Regions from separate parts of the Rattus norvegicus genome. Here region 1 is linked to region 2. Evidence: chromatin contacts called from public Hi-C data. All regions are on one chromosome and are shown on one strand. The core of a region is the stretch at or near the end of the contact, and the rest is flanking DNA. Distances in the headings are between cores, read along the strand shown. Region 1 has its middle 19 kb from the start of Hspb1. Region 2 holds the start of Polr2j (RNA polymerase II subunit J).

The links. A called contact is a pair of places that touch in the nucleus more often than the background predicts.
Region 1: a Hi-C map of Schwann cells shows a contact between it and region 2, with 5 times the contacts expected there. The contact joins the enhancer-like site here to the promoter of Polr2j in region 2. A contact is called at or near these places in 2 of 12 Hi-C or Micro-C datasets (the A7r5 cell line and Schwann cells).

The regions. Positions count from the first base shown.
Region 1 is chr12:26,411,902-26,415,367 of GRCr8, reverse strand. No RefSeq gene overlaps it. Among named protein-coding and RNA genes, the nearest start is that of Hspb1, 19 kb to the left of the region's middle. Within about 2 kb of position 1,292, at least 89 of the 93 cell types and tissues checked have an H3K27ac peak or open chromatin away from gene starts, as enhancers often do. A contact at or near this core is called in Schwann cells, where this site is marked.
Region 2 is chr12:26,183,783-26,187,593 of GRCr8, reverse strand. It overlaps Polr2j (RNA polymerase II subunit J), which reads left to right and starts at 2,393. Exons shown (of 4, transcript NM_001105921.1): 1 at 2,393-2,497. The coding sequence starts at 2,445.

The DNA.
Region 1 (3,466 bases), core at 43-2,542, 230 kb before region 2:
GTGTAACACTGGCTGTCCTGGAATTCATTCTGTAAGCAGGCTGGCCTCAAACTCGGAGATCTGCCTGCCTCTCTCCTGAGTGCTGCAATTTAAGGCCTGTACCACCAACACCCTGCTGTCTTTATGAAGTAGATAGGCTAAATGTTATGCCCCGAGTACTTAGGACACAGTGAAATGTGAATTCAAATCCTGATTTTATTTCCCTGACAGAAGATGGGACATAGCTGAATGACAGAACAAAACTGATCTTTGAGCCAATGAGGTGGCTTCGTGAGCAAAGGAACCCGTTCCAAGTCTTAGGAGAGACCTGAGTTTGATATCTGAGACCCACATGATGGAAGGCGAGAACTCCCTCACACACGTGTAAACACACAGCTTCTTCTATGTAACTGTCTATGTAGCTGTCCTGGAATTCGCTACGTAGACCAGTCAGGCCTTGAACTCACTGACATTGGCCTGCCACTGCCTTTTGAATGCTAGGATAAATGCTGTGCACCCCCACACCTAGCCTCGTCTCGCTAATTCTAGGTTAGAAAATGACAAGGGAGGGGCGACACTGTTTTCTCCTTCTGACCTTGTTGCAAGCTGATTCGTAACTGGCCGCCATTCATTTGAAACTGTAAATATCTGGCCAGAGCTGGCCAGGTCGGCTGGGGGCCTTGAATGCTAGAGAGAGAAAGGACTGGCTTCTAAGTCCTTAGAATTCCAACTGTGTAGCCCATGTCTATCAAAGAGCACTATCAAGGGGCCCGAGTGCGAGGGGATGAAACTTGGCATTAGAAATCCACCTCTGGGCTCTCCCAGAGTATGTGGACTTGAGCTCAAAGAGGCTGAGCCACGATTTCCCAATTAAGGACACAGGAACAATGTAGATATCTTGGGATCGTTTCCGGAAGGTAATCTGGACATGAGGAACTGCAGCAAGCTTAAGAGGACAGAGAGTGGGTCACTGACTCTATGGCAACCCTGACGGCAAGGACCACCTGGAGCCTGATGCACCATCCTCTAAGGTCACCTCCTTCCAAGGACAATCCCCGTGGAGGTTATTGCGCCCTCAAAAAAACCCAAAGCAGATTATTCCGTAAGGACTACAAAGGCAGAGACAAAGCGGAGAGAACAGAGCTCAGAAGCTAGGATAAGCTCCGCATTAGCGGCGAGCTCAGCAGGAGGATTCCAATGCAGGGATGCGAGACCCAGCAACAGGCCGGCCATTGGCCCAGAGGCAAGATGCTGGCTTGTGATTGGCTCTTGCCACGCGCCGGGTAGAAGGCAATCTTCTTGCCCGGCAAGGCGGGGCTGAGCCGCGGCCCCGCCTAGTTCACAGCCGGGTACCTGGGTAGTCCGCAATGGCCAGGGTAGGGGAGTGGTCACTCGGATGCCTGACTCTCCTGTGGGCACACACAGGCAGCACAATTCTTTTTCTTAAGTCCAGGAGTTTGGGGGAGGGGAACACGCAGAAACCGGGGATTGGAGATCTCAGATGGGCCGGCCTTGAGGTCGCTACTGCCATCAGGGTCTGGGCTCTGGGTACCCGCACTAACTGGGTCAGCTGCAGAACCTGCAGTGCCCACCAGGGGGAGGCAGAGGACGTCGGTGCTGGAGTCCCTGGGGGTTATGGGGAATAGATCCCAGACTTGGGCCAGGAAGACTCCTGAATCCCAGCAACCCCATTCCCCATTCTTGTACTCAGCCTCATTCCATTTTGCAATCAGGTAATAGTTCAGGGTCAAGCCAGTTAACGCTGTAGCTTCCTTCGCCTTTTTTTTTTTTTTTTTTTTTAAGACAAGGTCTAACTGGATAACCCTGACTTCGAACTCACAACACTGCTGCCTCTTTGGAGTTCTATACTCCGGAGTCTGGCAAAACGTTTTTGTTTTGTTGGGTTTTTTTTTTGAGACCCAGTCTCATGCAGCCCAGGCTAGTCTCAAATTTATAGAAGCTGGCCTTGAACCCCAGAAATGCTGTTATTTTTATATCTCGTCTCTCAGCATCCTCCCCCACTTTTAACTTTTCTTTCCTCTTTTTGAGACTGGTTTCATGCAATTCAAGCAAGTCTTGAACATTACCTTGCAACTTTAAAAAAGATTTTGTGTAGGTGTTGTGTACACAGGCATAAGCAGGGGCCCAAAAAGGGTGTTAGGATATCTTCAACCGCTTTCCACCTATTCCTGAGCCAGGGTTTTTTCCTGAACCTGAGATGTGGATTTCCTCAGATACACTGGAAGCCAGCAAGCACCAGTTGATGGCCCTTTGGAGCACAGGTCGCCTGGCTTGCCAAGTGGGCGCTGGGTCTGTGAAAGCACAGCTTTCTCTCAGCTCCAGCCTTCAACCTTGAACTGAACCTCCAGTCTCCATGAGTGCTAGGATATCAAGTGTGCCCCTCTACACCTGGTACGTGCTGTCCAAGTGTGCCCCTCTACACCTGGTGTGTGCTGTCCAGCTGTGCTCCACTACACCTGGTGTGTGCTGTCCAGGTGTGCCCCTCTACACCCGGTGTGTGCTGTTCAGGTGTGCACCACTACACCTGGTGTGTGCTGTTCAGGTGTGCCCCTCTGCACCTGGTGTGTGCTGTCCAGGTGTGCACCACTGCACCTGGTGTGTGCTGTCCAGATGTGCTCCACCACGTGCACACCTGGTGGTCTTGATGAAAGTCACATGCATAGGTTATGTTTGGGTTTTTTTTCAAGACAGGCTTTCTCGGTGTAGCCCTGGCTGTCCTGGAACTGGCTCTGTGGACCAGGCTGGCCTTGACCTCAAAGATCCACCTGCTTCTGCCTCCCAAGGGCTGGAACTACAGGTGTGCGCCACACCTGGCCCTATTTCGTGTATGTTAAGCAAGCACTTTACCAATGGAGCCACCTCCCATGTTCTGTTACTTTACTCTCACCCAGCTTCATTTCCTCCGTTACCACTGGTCTATCAGTCTTTGTCCAGTGCCTTTACTTGGGAGGCAGACATTGTGAGTTCCAGGCCAGCATGGTCTACAAGTTCTTTTTAAATTAATACACCACATACATCAATAGTATGGCTTCTCTAGCTTCTGCCCCACAATGGGGTATGTCATGGTGGGGATCTGGACACTTAGAATATTACTATTCAAAGACTGACTTACAGTGCTCATAATCAGAACAGGCTGGATCCTCAGATGGGCTTACCCAGCTGTTAGCTGCTCAATCTGTCTTGCCTCTAGTCTCCCGATTGACTCGTTTCACTCTTCCATTACCTTCCCCCCACCTTACAACACCCAGACCGAGACTGGAGGAACAGCAATGTTTCCAGCAGTCAGGTTTTGCAGGAAGAGAATCTTCAACTCCCAGGAACACCCCTTCCACACACAGACCCCCTTTTGAGGCAGGGTTTCTCTGTGTGTGTGGCCCTGGCAGTTCTGGACCCACCCTGTAGACCAGGCTAGCCTCAAACTGAAGAGTGCTAAGATTAAAGGCAATCTTTGCCACCACTCCCTGGC
Region 2 (3,811 bases), core at 1,144-3,643:
CACCATCGTCATCAGTTGTGCCTGCCTGGAAGAGTCCACCTCTGTCTTGGTGACTGTGGGTCTTCCCTCACAGGAATGGATAAAGAGGGTCATTTGTGTGCAATTCTGCTCTAACTGCATTTGCCCTTTGGGGGTCTCAGGGAGGTGACTTGAGTATATAGGATGTGGAAGGCCGACAGGAGGGGCCCCATCTATGTGACTACAGGTAGCCATCACCCATGCTATACTTCTTTGGGGTCCTCTATACCCTTGCCCATAATTCCTCCCTGTAAGATTGGGAACTTCACTGACTCCCCAGGGGGAGCTTTGGTGGAACTGTCCTTTGGTTTATCACTGGGACCTTAGGAAACGGGGTAGGTGTGAAGCCCACTCGGGAGGAATTCTGCTAACACTCTCAAGTCTAACTTTCGGGCACTGGGTAAGCTTTCGGTTAAGGTACGGGAAGCACTGAGAGGGACTAAAGGTATGATAATCATGTGGTACTGGTCTGCCTTCTCATTGTCTCAGCCTTGGTTCGCACAGAGGGTGGCCCGAAGAAATCTATTGCTTGAAGAGTTAAGCTGGGTCCCATGCGTAACTAGTACTCCTGATGACCTCCTGGGGTAGATCCTGTCCTCAAGGATCTGCTGTTCCTAGATTATCATGTGGCTGCAAGCTTAGGGCTGTGACTGGAGAACCTTGGGCTGTGGCAGCAGCAGCTTCTGCTTCCTCTTCCCCCTCCTCCTCTTCCTCCCAGTTGGAGACCTGAGAGCTGAACAACGTTCAGCTGAACCTACATTACCTTTGTCCCTTCGGCCTTGAAGGTGGATGAGCTGGCTTAGGGATCACTAGTTCGACATTTCAGGAGTAAGTGATATGCCCATGTGTAGAAGGATGTGTAACCCAGCATGGGGAATGGCCCTGAGCCTTCTGGGAGCTGACATCATCGTCTTCACTTGATTCCTATGACATCATCCAAGCTACACAGTGATGCTTTAGTACTTAGATACCAAGGGATAGGGTGGCTCATGCCCGTGACTCCAACGCTTGGGAGCCTGAGTCTGTATTAGTTACTGTTTTTGTTTTTGTGTCTAAAAACTGGACAAAAGTGCTGGTGGCCCATGCCTTTAAATGGCAGCACTCTTGGAGACAGAGGCAGGCAGTTTTCTGAGTTCGAGGCCAGCCTGGTCTACAGAGAAAGTTTCAGGACAGCCAGTGCTGCACAGAAACACTTGTCTCGAAAAACCAACAAAACCAAGACAGCGACAACAAACGGACAGAAGCATCTTACGGAAAGGTACAGCTCATCACAATGCAGATGTCATAGCAACAGGATTCATAGCAGCTGATTGTGTCTGCAGCCAGGAAGCTGTAGTCTGACACCTTAGCCTCTCGGGTGATGCCACACACATTAATGATGCCTTCCTCAGCCAAACCTGTCTAAAATCTCAAAGACATAACCAAAAGTTCGTTGTTATTATTTTTTATTTTTTCGTTGTTATTATTATGACTACGATTATTATTATGCATTGTGAGTGCATACGTGTTCAAGTGCATGCCTTGAAGGGAGGTTGGAGGAGTCTGTTCCCAACTTCCACCTCGTGGGTCCTGAGGACTGAATTTAGGTAATCAGGCTTGGTCACACTCTCCCTTGCTCACTGGACTGTCTTGCTGGCCCCTCCTAGAGGTTTGTTTCCGCGGTAATTCTAAATTTCAAGATGAACCATCACGAAGGCTGGAGAAATGGCTCGGCAGTTAAGAGCCTTACTGTTTCTGCAGGGGACTGGAGTTCGATTCCCAGCACCCACTTGGTGGTGGTGGGGCTCACAACCACCTGTAACTCATGCTCCAGTGGACCCCACTCTCTTATGGTCTCCAAAGGCTAGACCTACATATACGTGCCCACACAGACATGCAAATAAAAATCTTTAAAAACAGGAAAAATAAAAAAGACTGCCACAGAGACTGCTGAAAAATGGCGAGGTGCAAAGCTTTCATCGTGTTTTTAGTTTATCTGTGTGCTCAAGAGAGGATGCACTGGCATCCTCAAACTCCTCCCCAACCTTTACACACCTTCCTGTTCCCCTGGTCCTCATCTAGAAGGCTTCATAAGGACGCTAGTGTCGGCCCACCCGGGGGTCCTGCAGCGGCAGCCACTGGGACTCCTATTCCCATTCAGTCGGTGAAACGGAGACAGTAACAAGTGGTATAAGTCCCGGCGCTGGAGTATGCGCCAAGACACTCAGACAGGGCTTCTAGACTGACGCATGCCCACAGCTCGCAGTCTCCTGGGCCTTGCCCGCGCCTGCGTAAGGTCATCCGGCCCGCCAGGGGGCGCAGGGCCAGGTGCTTACTCTGAATGGCTGAGGCTGAGGCTGAGTAACCCGGAAGTGGTCGCGCTCCGGGGTTCTGTGGGCGGAAGGCGGCTGCGGGTTGGTGTCTGGGAGTGAGAGCGCCTTGCTAGGATGAACGCCCCTCCGGCCTTCGAGTCGTTCTTGCTCTTCGAGGGCGAGAAGAAGTAAGTGGAGACCGGCTGAGGCGGGGACGGTTGTATAGGAGCCTGCCGGCCGTCAGCTTCAGCAAAGCGCCGAGTTGCTCCTGCCTGGGGAAACCGAGGCGGGCTTTGCTTTGAGCATTCTGTTCTGCTCAGTGCGTGTCTGCCCAACTTCAGGCAGTGGTGCGAAGCATTTGCGAATGCATGCATTTTTTGCAGTGGGAAACTGAGGCTTTGGGACATTGACTTGCTCCAGACACTTGGCTCATGATGGCAGCTGTGAAAGGACAAAGACACAGTTCCTTACACTCCTCATGTCTGTATCAGCCAATCAATAAATAATGAAACTCCCCAAGGAGATTTTCCGAGTTTGTCTGAACAGTGTACAGTGTACACTGCAGACCTGTAACTGACACTTTGTATTCCCTAAAGACTTTTTTTTTTTAAATTATTTTATCTGAGTACACTGTTGCTCTCTTCAGACACACCAGAAGAGGGCACAGATCCCATTACAGATGATTGTGAGCCACCCTGTGGTTGCTGGGAATTGAACTCAGGACCCATGGAAGAGCAGTCAGTGCTCTTAACCACTGAGCCATCTCTCCTGCCCCCTAAGAGATTTCTATGCAGGGGTTTTTGTTTTACATTTGATAGCTACTTCAGCCTTCTTGAGAGCTGAGAGCCCTGTTGTTATCCCATCGGCATGAGCATTTGGCCATGTCTGGAAGCGGTTCTGGTTGTCCTGAGTGGGTTGCTATTGGCAGCCGGCGGGTAGAGGCAACAGATGCTGTTAGCGACCCTAGATGTAGTAGACAGCCTCTCAGAAAAGGAGGATTGGGTCCAAAATGCCTGTGACCCGGGCTGGCAGGATGGCTAGGGTACAGCGCCCACAGGCAAACCTGATGACCTGATGACCCTGGGACCACTATGGTACAAGGAGAGAGCTGACGATCACAGGCTGTCCTCTTATAGGAGCGTGGACAAAGGAAAGAAATATTTGTGTACTGAGTTTGAAAAATTCTGCTTTAGAAAAAAGCAGTAATCCTTAGCTGAGTGGTGAATTTTTTTTTTCTTTTTTTCGGAGCTGGGGACCGAACCCAGGACCTTGCGCTTGCTAGGCAAGTGCTCTACCGCTGAGCTAAATCCCCAACCCCTGAGTGGTGAATTTTAACCCACTTTTAATCCCAGTACTTGGGAGACAGAGGCAAGAGGATCGAGGCCAGCCTGGTCTACAGATCAAAGTTACAGGACAGTCAGAGCCACACAGAGAAATGCCGTCTCAAAAAAAAAAAAACCAACAAAAACAAAACCTGCTTAAGTAACTGCTCCCTGGTGTAT